Linked DNA regions of Mus musculus: regions 2, 3 and 4 are each linked to region 1. The links are chromatin contacts, called in public Hi-C and HiChIP or PLAC-seq maps. All regions are on one chromosome and are shown on one strand. The core of a region is the stretch at or near the end of the contact, and the rest is flanking DNA. Distances in the headings are between cores, read along the strand shown.

The links. A called contact is a pair of places that touch in the nucleus more often than the background predicts. HiChIP or PLAC-seq counts read pairs in DNA pulled down with a chosen protein or histone mark.
Region 2: a contact with region 1 is called in an H3K27ac HiChIP or PLAC-seq map of microglia, with 4 times the contacts expected there. The contact joins the promoter of Fblim1 here to the promoter of Sdhb in region 1. A contact is called at or near these places in 1 of 484 Hi-C or Micro-C datasets (embryonic stem cells) and 2 of 115 datasets of contacts at active chromatin or transcription factors (bone marrow-derived macrophages and microglia).
Region 3: a contact with region 1 is called in a Hi-C map of CD8 T cells, with 4 times the contacts expected there. The contact joins the promoter of Casp9 here to the promoter of Sdhb in region 1. A contact is called at or near these places in 3 of 484 Hi-C or Micro-C datasets (CD4 T cells, CD8 T cells and rod photoreceptor) and 1 of 9 other capture datasets (liver).
Region 4: a Hi-C map of CD4 T cells shows a contact between it and region 1, with 3 times the contacts expected there. The contact joins the promoter of B330016D10Rik here to the promoter of Sdhb in region 1. A contact is called at or near these places in 1 of 484 Hi-C or Micro-C datasets (CD4 T cells) and 1 of 115 datasets of contacts at active chromatin or transcription factors (memory CD8 T cells).

Annotation. Positions count from the first base shown.
Region 1 is chr4:140,959,803-140,962,644 of GRCm38.p6, forward strand. Sdhb (succinate dehydrogenase complex, subunit B, iron sulfur (Ip)) reads left to right here and starts at 1,469. Exons shown (of 8, transcript NM_023374.4): 1 at 1,469-1,674. The coding sequence starts at 1,603.
Region 2 is chr4:141,598,585-141,601,284 of GRCm38.p6, forward strand. It overlaps Fblim1 (filamin binding LIM protein 1), which reads right to left and starts at 1,340. Exons shown (of 9, transcript NM_001163256.1): 1 at 1,264-1,340.
Region 3 is chr4:141,792,300-141,794,999 of GRCm38.p6, forward strand. It overlaps Casp9 (caspase 9), which reads left to right and starts at 1,313. Exons shown (of 9, transcript NM_015733.5): 1 at 1,313-1,687. The coding sequence starts at 1,556.
Region 4 is chr4:141,544,889-141,547,878 of GRCm38.p6, forward strand. B330016D10Rik (RIKEN cDNA B330016D10 gene) reads left to right here and starts at 1,274. Exons shown (of 1, transcript NR_030695.1): 1 at 1,274-2,990.

The DNA.
Region 1 (2,842 bases), core at 219-2,718:
CCTGAGAAGCCAAGGCCACCTTACCATCTGTTGCGCAAGACAACCACACCAGTCATAGAATCTTAACTCAGCTGCCACAACCCCTAGTGATTCAGGCAAGGACGCTATAAGTCAAAAAGTGGCGAAGGACTTGTCAATGGTCACATGGCCTTGAGGGGGCGATCAAGGTAACCCCCAGGGGTTCAGGCCTCTCCACACCCCCTTTAATGAGGCTACCTGGCAGAGAAGCCAGATTCAGGGTGAGTTCCCAGAAACTTGGCCCCATCTAGCCATTCCTCCTGTCATGGTAATTTCTCCAGTGTCTTCTAAAAGAGCCAGCGTGAGGAAACCCAAGACTATAAACAGTGCCCTCCTCTGCCAAAGGTGAGCGGAAAGAAATCAAATCCTTCCTCTGGTAACAAGGACCAGCAAAGTCACTGGGTGCCCCAAGAGACCAAGTGACTTGGGATACCAAGATCACGCCTGCCCAAGGTGGTCAAATCCCCAGTCAGAGGGTGGGGGGCTCTGAGAGAACCCATAAAAGGTGTCAGAAAGGCTGGACAGTGGTGGCGCATGCCTTTAATCCCAGCACTTGGAAGGCAAAGGCAGGCGGATTTCTGAGTTCAAGTCCAGTCTGGTCTACAAAGTGAGTTCCAGGACAGTCAGGGCTACACAGAGAAACCCTGTCTAGAAGTGCCAGAAAAAAAAAGCAGCTCAGGTGACTAAGGAAACTGACGAAATCTGAGGACACAGGTCGGTTAGTAGAAGGCTTGTTCAGCACACACAGGCATGGTGGCACACAGCTGTAATCCCAGCTCTCTGCAGTTCTTTACCTGTAGGAAGATCTGAAGTTGGGGACAGTGGACAGCCTGTGGGTCCTTGGTGGACAGCCTATAAGCTACATCACCCATCTTTCCTATTGTCATCTTCCTTGGGGTTAGAGAGGAATTAGGTGAGCAGCTCGCTCACTTACCACAGCATTCCAGAGGCTGGCACCAGCCACATACTAGGTACCCTTTCTGGCTGCTTTGGTTTTGGTTTTGTGTGTTTTGAGGCAGGGTCTCAAGTATCCCAGATGGACTCGACCTCATTAAGTAGCGGAGGGTGAGCTTGGTTCTCCTACTGTCTCCATATGCCGGGCATGCAACTTCTGTACCGACGTGACGTTCATCTTTTGATCACTTCAGTCACTTAACAAGTGTCCCAATCAGGTAGGGACTGACAGGTTCTCTAGATTTAGCACAAAGCTGACCAGACAAGAGTCACAGGTGATTGACAGACACCACTGCAAGTAGAGAAGGGTTAAAAATCACAGCCACCAGCAGAATAGGAAAGCCCCGCCCTCCTGGCCTCTGCCCCGCCCCTCCACGCTACCCTTCCCTCTCCCGCCCCTCAGACTCCAGAGGTCACCTTAGGAACATAGGAAGCCCAGTGGGCATGCGCCCTACGGGCCGCTGCTGCACACACGCACTTCCTGTACATTGGCTCGGAGAAACCGGAAGCGGCCTTCCACTCGTTGGCGCTTAGGCGGCTAGCGGTCCTCAGGGTGAGAGGCCGGCTTCCCACCGCGGTGTTCGACGGGATGCCGGAGGGGAAGGGGTGGGGCTGACGTCAGGAGCCAAAATGGCGGCGACGGTCGGGGTCTCCTTGAAGCGCGGCTTCCCGGCTGCCGTTCTCGGCAGAGTCGGCCTGCAGGTGAGCCCGGGAGCCGTGGTTCAGTGGGGAGCCGTGCCCGTCACCGAGGCTGCCTGGGTAGAGAGGCCGCGGAGAGGCGGAAGGAGCCCGGGTCCAGGCCTCGGGGGAGGACTTAACCCGGCATCCTGCTCTTGAGCATCCTTTCAGACAGCCATTCCGCGCTTCTCCATCACCGGAGAGAGAGGCGCGGCCGGGAGGAGGTTGGAAGAGAGAACAGAAAGACAGAGGTCTGGGAGGAGGACAGGGAGAGGTCAAGGTCATAGGATGAGCGACCTGTGGTCGGGACCCAGAATCAAATCCTGCTAGTTGTACTCCGCCAGGCTTGTGTGAAAGGGAGGCCTGCGGGGTGTCTGGGGTGGGACCCGGGAGGCCAGGTCGCACCTCCAGGTTAGGCTGGTCTGGATCGGTCAGGTCGGAGGGCGGTGGACTCTGCAAGGCAATGCACTTGACCCGCAGAGGAAGGGAGACATGAAAGAAAGCGACCCCGACCCCTTGAAAGATCCGTACTGTGGAAGTCTGCAGGCAAGACCCGGTTCCCTGAAGCGTGCTTATTCAGGGGTGTGTAGCGGCACTGATCTCATACCGCTGGCATGGGATGACAGGCAGAGCCTGGAGCTGCTTTTGTTAATAATTCTGTAGTAGCTCTGTCATAGGTCTCCCCACACGCCCTGTATCCTCGGGAGCTGCACAGTAGAAGCATTTAGAAAGGCGAGAAAAACTGCCTCTCCTTACTTTACAGATACCATTCAGTCCTCCTCTGGGCTTCTGGATAGTCCTTCACAGGCGGACAACAGGAACTCCCATTTTGTTTTGGGGGGTTTTGTTGGTTTTTTTTTTTTTTTTTTTTAGATTTGTGTGTGTGTGTATGAGTGTGTGCTTTCATGTATATGCACCATGTGCCCGTGGAGAAAAGAGAGCTGTATTTCCTGAACTGGAGTCACAGGTGGTTATCAGCCGCCATATGCGTGCAGGGAACTGAACTCTGCTCCTTCCAAAGTGCTAAGATGAATCTCCACCCTGTGATAATTTTAGTGTTGTTTTGGTTAGGTTTTGACTTTTCGGACAGTGTCTTTATGCAACCCTGGCTGGCCTGGAACTCAGAGATTCTCCGGCTTCAGCCTTCTGGGTGCTGGGATTAAAGGTGTGAGCCACCACCACCACCCGACTT
Region 2 (2,700 bases), core at 90-2,589, 640 kb after region 1:
CTGGCGCTTCCCTTTGGTCCCACTAACCCTGAGTTCACCCAGGCGGGGGTGGGGTGGGGGTTGGGGGGAGCATTCTATGAAAACTTCCCAGCAGACCCTCCACCCCCATCCTTCCTCCCCCGGAGGGCAAATCAGACACCCAGATCCAGTTGGGTAAGCGGAGAAAGTGGGAACAAAGGGAAAGAAAGTCATTTCCTGTCAAGAGGAAGGAAGGAGGCTGAGAGCCGGCCAGCCAGCCAGCCAGGGCCGGCCTTAGGCTGCAGCCCCTGGGAGGGGATGTGCTGGCGGCCTCGATAACTCTTTGCCCGCACTCTAAAGCCACCTCCGAGTCATTTCTAAGCATTGCTCTTTCACACAGACCAATAAGCAATCTAAGTTGAGGACTAGAATTAAACTTTGCTGAAAGTGGAAGAGTGAATGTCCCCCCACTCACTCCCACAAGACACCTTGCGATCTCAGAAGGCTAAGGGCCTCTCTCATCCTCTTTCCTAGACCAGAGAAAGGAAGAGGCGCAGAAGTCAGATCTCCTCAGGCTACCGGTCTTTTGTACTGGGCGACCTTGACGCGGTCACTCAACCTCTCTGGGCTCGCTTTCTATTCATAAAGAGAATAGAAGTCTGCCCTGGAGGGTGGCTGGGGAGGCCAGCTGGTCGTTCAGCCCCAGGGGGGAAGAAGGAGCCCTGCGGCTGGAGGACAGTGATCTCCATTGTTAAAAGCTGGAATCTGGGCGCTGCCCAGCCTCTCCCCCTGGGACCTCAGGTCTGGCCTGGAGATGGGGGAGTAGTTGCACTCACTTTGGGGATCGCCCACTTCCACACCCCGCCAAGCCAGGCGAGGAGACCCCAGGACCCTCCTTTCCCTCTCCAGACTGGAGCTGGAAACAGGGTCCGGGAGGGGCAAAAGAACTCGGGAACTCTGCTCCCTGGCACAGCAGCAGAGCGGGACAGTTGGCCGGGTCACCGCAGTGACTATAATTCGATCCATATGCGGGACGCTATCCTCTTTGTGCGGGAGCCTCTGCCCTGCTCAACCCGTCCCAATCAAGAGCCAGGAGATGACCCCTGTGCCGTCCCCGCACAGCCTCCCAGAGTCCCCAATGGCTGAGATCCTGGGACACACAGGGACAAGACACAGTACCCGCCCCGAGCCCCCCAACCGCGCCGAGCTGGGTTCAGTACGGTGGCCGAGAGTTGCCCATGTGGCCACCTGAAGTTGACCCTGCCCGGGGAGCACAGCCAGGACCCCCACGCCGCACCCGCTTACCTGCCGCGCTCCCCACGCCCGGCCTCCGCCGGCGCTGCGCCTCCGCCCCTTGCTCCCGCCCCAGCCTCCCTCCGCCCGCCGCCCCGCGCGCGCCTTACCATAAAAGGTGACGCTCGGGGAGGGGGCGCTGGCTCGCCCTACCTGCCCCCCCACCTGTGGCCGCGCCCCCTCCCTTTGTTCCCACCACTCCTCCCCTTCCCTGTGGCTCCTCCTCCGCTGCCCACCCCCACGGTGCACCGGGGAGGGGCGGGGCGGGCTGGGGAGTGGGATCCTTAGCCAACCTCGCTCTAGGTCACCTGGATGAGAGGCTCCACCTGCCCCAATTGGTGGAGAGGGGTACTTGTAGCCAGACTGACTCTGAAATCCTTCAGGGTCATAAGTTAGGCTAGACGCATGACCTGGACTGTCAACCCCGTTTTCTTAAGCCTCAATCTTTAATTCCTAAAATGGGGTCCGCACAGCCCACCTCTGCAACGTGGCCTAGAGTTAAAGCGATAATGCTAACATATACTGGAGTTGCGGGGCTTATTCAAAGGATGCCTGGGGTAGGGTTTTCAGACACCCCAGCGAAGCAAGTCACCTGGATCTGCTGTCCTGGGCTGTCACTGCCTGTGTGAGCCTATGAATCCTTCTACAAGTGGGTCTCAGGTCCTGTAGTGGAAAGAGGCCCTTACAGGAGACAGGGGAAACAATCAGGTCACCTGTTTGCTTTCCGGCCCTGTTACTGGCCCCTGAAGAAGCAGAGCACAGGGCCCTGCGGCCTGGGTTGGGGCTGCTCTGGACAGCTCAGGTCCCTAGAGACCTGAAGACATTGCAGGGGAAAGGAATCTAGGTCTGATTCCCAGGCAAGCCGATTGTTCTTTCGATTAGAGGCACAATGGGGGACTGGGCAGGGGAGAGCTGGACCCAGAGTCATGGGGGGGGGGTAACTAGGAAGGATTAGGTCCCCTTCTGCAGCCCTCCTCGCCCCCCCCCCCCACATACAACAGCTCCTCGAGGTGGTCCTTGTATTGCTGCAGAAGAGAGGTGTCAGAGTGGGGTGTCTGGGTGCTCAGCTCCATCCTCCGCCTCCCCACTAAGCCCCACCCCCTTAATGGCCTCCCCAGTCTTTGCCATTAGATTTTTCCATTTGATTCTACCCGCCAGTGTGGAGTCACAACGACGACAGTAACTGCTGTTTCTAGAGACTTCCCTTGTGTCCCTTTCAAACCTTTCATCTAACCCTTCCAGACTCTACTCCAGGGCTGATAGGTCCCACCCCACAGACCAGACACTGAAGCCGGCGAGGACCGAGGCTTGTGCAATGGGCACTGGACAAGGCTAGATTCAAGCCAGACCGGAGAGTGCCCCTTAGGCACCCGGATCTGCTAGTCCCAGAGGCTGGATTGCTGCCACCATCCCCAGATGAGAGCCAAGGACAGAACCCAGTATTATGCT
Region 3 (2,700 bases), core at 63-2,562, 830 kb after region 1:
AATTCACCTCAGCTGCTCCTCCCGAGTGTACATCCTATTTTATGGAAGGAAATGTTGACTGATGCCCAAATCAGGAAACAAGTGTAATATTATCGTTTGACATATTCCAAGGTGGATTCTTGGCTATGAGTCTATTCTGGTTCTGGTCACGCTGTGAGATCCCTGACACATGTCTACAGCTGTCATCAAGGAATAACTATATCCCTGTCAGGAATGTGGCATAAGGCTAGCAGAGAGAATAGCGTAAGGGGCTAGCACAATGCCCAATTACTTTTTTAAAAATGTGTTTAATTAGTTAATGCATATATGAGCACTCTGTCTTCATGCACAGAGGGAATCAGATCCCATTACAGATGGTTGTAAACCACTATGTGGTGGCTGGGATTTGAACTCAGGACCTCTGGAAGAACAGCTGGTCCTCTTTACCCTGAACCATCCATCTCTTCAGACCTTGTTCAATTACTTTTTTTAAAGATTTATTTATTTATTACATGTAAGTACACTGTAGCTGTCTTCAGACATCAGAAGAGGGTGTCATTTCTCAATACAGATGGTTGTTGAACCACCATGTGGTTGCTGGGATTTGAACTCATGACCTTCAGAATAGCAGTTGGTGTTCTTAACCGCTGAGCCATCTCTCCAGTTATTTCAATTACTTTTTAAGTCGTGGAAATAAGTGGTACAAAACTGAGAGAACATAGGATTAGATTCCTGGCAGTTTCTCTGGGGGAGGTGCTGAGGAGGGAAAGAGAGCGAGATCTAACCAATGAGCTTGGTTAGATTGAGGGCACGATAGCCCTGAAACAGCAGGCAGCAAGAGGTTTACTAGCCGCAGCGTTAGAAAGCCACAGCCAGCAAGGGACTTGAAAGATCTAGGACAAATGTCTAGGCGTGGTTTTCTTCCCTTTTCTCTCGTGATCCTTTGAGTATCTGTAGAAGTAGGGTCATTGTGAATTTTGGTAGAGCAATCGCCATGCGAGGGGAAAAGTTACAACTACCGCTAAGCAGAACCAGCAAATGGGAGCAAGATAGCAAGGCAACCACAAGGCCTGGAACCCTAGGGGAGAGTCTGGGATGCAAAGGAGGGCTTCGGGGCGGGGCGAAGGAACTCGGTAGGGCGGGATTGCTGGTCTACGAGGCGAGGAGGGGCGAGTCCTAGGGGAGAAGCGTTATCATGTGAGGCAGGTCTTAGTCCGTACGGCGAAGTGATGGGGCGGAGCTTGAATGCAGCGCCAGTGGGCGTGGCGAAGCAGCGCGGTCGTAGGGCGTGGCGAAGGGGCGGGGCCTGAGAGCGCGGCGTTGAGGGAGGTGTTGGGGGCTGGTGGTGGGGTGAGCGGCCGTGGGAGCTGTTTTGATTGCGGAGGTGGAGCCCAGTGAGCGCGAGTCACAGGCCGCGGGGCGGGGCGGGGCGGGGCGGAGCGGAGCCCAGTGGACCGGGTGACCGCTGGCCGGAGCGGGATCCCTGGAGGCGCTATGTGGGGGCGGGGCGTGGGCGCCGGGGCGGAACCCGAGGGCCGGAAGCGGACAGAACCCGGGGTCCCGCAATCGGCTCGCCATGGACGAGGCGGACCGGCAGCTCCTGCGGCGATGCAGGGTGCGCCTAGTGAGCGAGCTGCAAGTCGCGGAGCTCTGGGACGCTCTGCTGAGTCGAGAGCTCTTCACGCGCGACATGATCGAGGATATTCAGGTGCGCCCCGCCTCCTTGTGTCCGCCCTCTTTTTCCCGCGGCGCAGATAGGGACTGGGAGGTCGCTGAGAGGTTCTCTGAAGCCACTACGGAGCTCCTGCCCTTTTTTTCCGCTTTGCACCCTGTGCAATCCACGCCCTGGGAAACCATGGTGTGGGAACTCCATTTTTAAAACCTTCCCCAGTACTGCCCTCTTAGTTCGCCACAAGAATAAAATAGAAGAACCCATGCTCCTCTTTTGTGGAGTGTTTGTTAAAAGCGGTCTGTAATCTGCACCGTTTGAACTTTTATGATTTTTCTCTTCTCTAGTATAAGGGCCCTAGACACCCACTTTAGCCTTATACTGGCACATTGTACCAGTCACTTCCCGTTTTTGAATCTCAGTTTCTAGGGCTGTGAAATGGAACGGTGGTCATCCTGTCCTAGGACAAGGACATAGAATCAGGATCTGTCTTTTTTGGCTGGGCTTTTATCAAGTGCATGTTTTATAAAGGAGTTCAGAAAAGAAGGAATTTGATGCAGGTAATGCAGAAGAATAAAATCAAACATTTGATTTTTTTTAATCCACTTTCGCCCACTTAAACCTAGAGCATGAGTCACAATGTTGATGGCTTGTGTAAAGGGGTGTATTGAATTTCTACGCTATATGGATTACTGTGTGAGTGGAATTATTCTGGATCAAAATATAATGGTGGCAGTATTATTTTCATTGTACTAGAGTTCAATTTTAGCTTGATAAAATTCTGTATTACACAAGGGAAAAGGTCAACTTGTTCAAAGTCTAAAGATGAGTATGAAAATTACAGAGAAAACAGGATAGCTGTATGCATAAATGCATCTTCTATTGGAAGATACAGAGTAAAAACTCTTAAAGGACTCTAAAAAGAGAAAAAAAAAACCACTTTAGCATCTTTGTTCCAGTTGATGCCTCACCACAGGTCTGAAAAGGGAATATTTCTTTCTGAGAGGATATGAGTGCCAGGCCCTGGGGGACTGTCTACAAGGCTGTCTCCA
Region 4 (2,990 bases), core at 24-2,523, 580 kb after region 1:
TTTTTTTTAATGTTTTAGGACACTTTAAAAAAACCAACTCAGTATTTGCTTTATTTTCCTACTGGTGGAAAAATGATTTGAAAGACCCTATTAAATATAATTTCTGTTCAGAGAAACGTGCGGCAGGGATTCTCCAAATTTACAGACTGTATGACTCAGTGTTCATTTGCAACCCGTGTATTACAGCTTTGCTAGAATTCTACCTCTAGCCTGGCTTTCCACACTAATGGTTCCGGGAGGAACCGGTCACCAGCTCATGGTTCCCACCGGGAAGGCGGATCCGGCTCCGCCCAGAGCCCGGGCGGGTGACCTCACAGAGGTCAAGGGCGCTCACACACCTGCAGGCCGCTCCGCCACCCCCACGCCACCCCACGCCGGGGAGCAGCAGGGCCAAGGGCAGCCTGGGGTCTCCCCGACGTGGGGCTGTCACAACCAGCGTGCTTTCTTCACGGAGACTCCTGGCTCACACTCCGCCCCACACTAATAACCCGAGAGGCAATTTCTCTGGCTGCCCTTCAAACTCTGGGTTCACATAGGTGGGCTCCATGACAAGTGGGGTTTTGGGTTTCTTAGTTTCCCCGCCCCCCACCCCCAGGAACCCACAGCCCTGACAGTCCTTTCCACTACACTTCTTGGGAAGTGCGATCGCGGTCACTGTGGTCACCGCGGCGCAAGCCCACGGCGAAGGGAACCCGAGCGGCCCGGCGAGCTCCGTCTGCACACGCGGCCCGCCAGCAAGGGCACCTTCGCCTCCGCTTTCCAGGCGAGAACAATGCGGCAGCCCAACACCCGGGGCCTGCAGGGTCTCCAGGTCCATCGGGAAACTCTCAAACGTGGATCGGGAGAGGGTGGGCAAGACGACCCCACTGCCTCGGCTTTGTCCGGCCTGCCTCCAAGCCGGAGGGACCCGTTTTCGAGACTGGGGGGGGGGGGAGGGGGGGTTGAGAAAGGAGGACAGGACAAGAAGGTCCTCAGATCCACTTCTCATCACACAGGCAACGCGGAAAAAAAAAAAAATGCACGGCGCCGAACTGCGCACGCGCGCGGCAAGGCCACCCATTTCTCTCCCTCCTCCCAGCCCCTCCAAGGAACGCGAGGTCGCCCGAGTGCGCTTGCGCTCGCCGCGGAGGGAAACGTTGGAGGGGGAGGCAACCTTTCCATTGTGAGAGAGCACCGCCCCCGCGGACCCGCGCGCGCCCGCGCCACTCTCACAGTCTCCCGGGCGCGCGCCTGGGCCGCGGCCCGCCGCCGCCAGGCGCATGCGCGGGGTGGGATGACAGTGAAGGGTGGAGAAGGCCGCGGAGCTCGCCGCCGCTGCTGGCCGAGCTACCCTGAGAAGTTTCTGGAAAGAGGGCTACAAAGGGAACCTGAGGGGATGAATGGAAAGCGAGCCATTTTCTGAGAGAAGACAGCGAAAAGTCCCAACAAAAAGTACACGGCCTTAGCCGAGCCCACGACCGACGACACACTCCCATCCAAGGAGGAAGCGTGGGGACAAGGGAGCGGACTGGGAGACGCGGAATGGCGGGGACATTGAAAAGATGGAGGCGCAGCCGCCGGGGCTTGGGAGTGGCAGGGAGGCGCTAGGTCAGGGGTCCCCGAACCCCGTCCTCCTTAGCTCCGCTCCCGTGTGCGCTCTGACCTGCCCGTCTACACTCGGGGGGCCCCCGGGGTTCACGGGGATGTGACGCGCACACGCGCGCGAGCTCATGGACAGCGTGGGAAGGAACCCCGGCCGCGCGCGGGGACAGCGTCCCCACGCCACGGCCCGCCCGGCTGCCATTTTGTAGCGCGGCCGCCATTTTGCGCGGCCCGGGGGCGGGGGAGGGGCTCGGGGCGCGGCCCCGCGGCTCGCGATGGGCGTGGCCGGCGGCGGGCGCGGCCCCGGCCCCCTTTGTTCTCCGCCTGGGGGTCGCGAGGCCCCTCGGGCTCTGCAGCCGCCGCCGGCGCCGCAGCAGCAGCAGCGTGTGAACCGGGAGAGGCAGCCCCAGGGCGTGCGGGATCCGGGAGCCCATCGGAAGCGGGGTGTGTCCCCCCGTGCGAGGGATGACATCCTGCGTGGGGAAACTTAAATCGCCGCCGTGGGAAGCGGCTTACGGGCGAACCGGGCTCGGCATCCTCCACCTCTGCAAACAAAGTCAAGTTCGGTCCCGAAAGCAACAAAGGTGCCGAAACTCCGCGGAACCTAGCACCAGGAGGCGGGGCTCGTGCAGCCCACGAGGTGGAGGAGCGCTGAGAGCTCGGCTTCCATTGGCTGGCCCTCGGAGCACAAGGCTTTCAGGGCCCATTCTCCCTGACCCAGAAGCCTGAACAATAAATATGCTGTGATGGCTTTCTTCTGTCGATTTAACTTCCACTTATTTTCAAAAAGCTATGAGTTTATTAAAAATAAATAATAAAATACGTGCCTGACATCCATCGCCCTTTCACTTTCCGAAAAAGCAAATGTCTTCTTGAGGAATATTTAAAAATGCGAATCTTAGTTGTGTGTAATGCTGAAAATTCTGGCACTATTTCGCAAACCCAGAAAACTTGAAAAACGCTGCTAAATTTGACTTCCAGCTTTTGTGCAGTTTTCTTCCCCCTAATGGTTGACGTGGTTTTTCTTCACAAAAGCCTGGTATCATAAAGGAACCAGCCCGTCCTGACTCATCTATTTGTGTCTTGGCTACAGTAAACCTCTTTTTTTGTCTTCTCACTATGTGTAATTATGGCGACTGCTTATGTTTTCTGTAATAGTGGGGTAAAGCTTATGATGACAGACTGAAAAGGTCAAAACATGTTGAAGGAACCAATCGGGATTTTGATGACTGCCAGATGAGAGAAATTTAGCAGAAGCGTTTCGATTTCAAATTTCATGAATAGGTGGGCTTGGTAGTTATAAAACTGTATACTGTGTCTTTAAGATTACATAAATAGTCTGAAACCTTTAGTAGTGATTACTTAAAATATGTTGTGTTCACCATGTTTTCTTGTCTTGTAACCAAGTA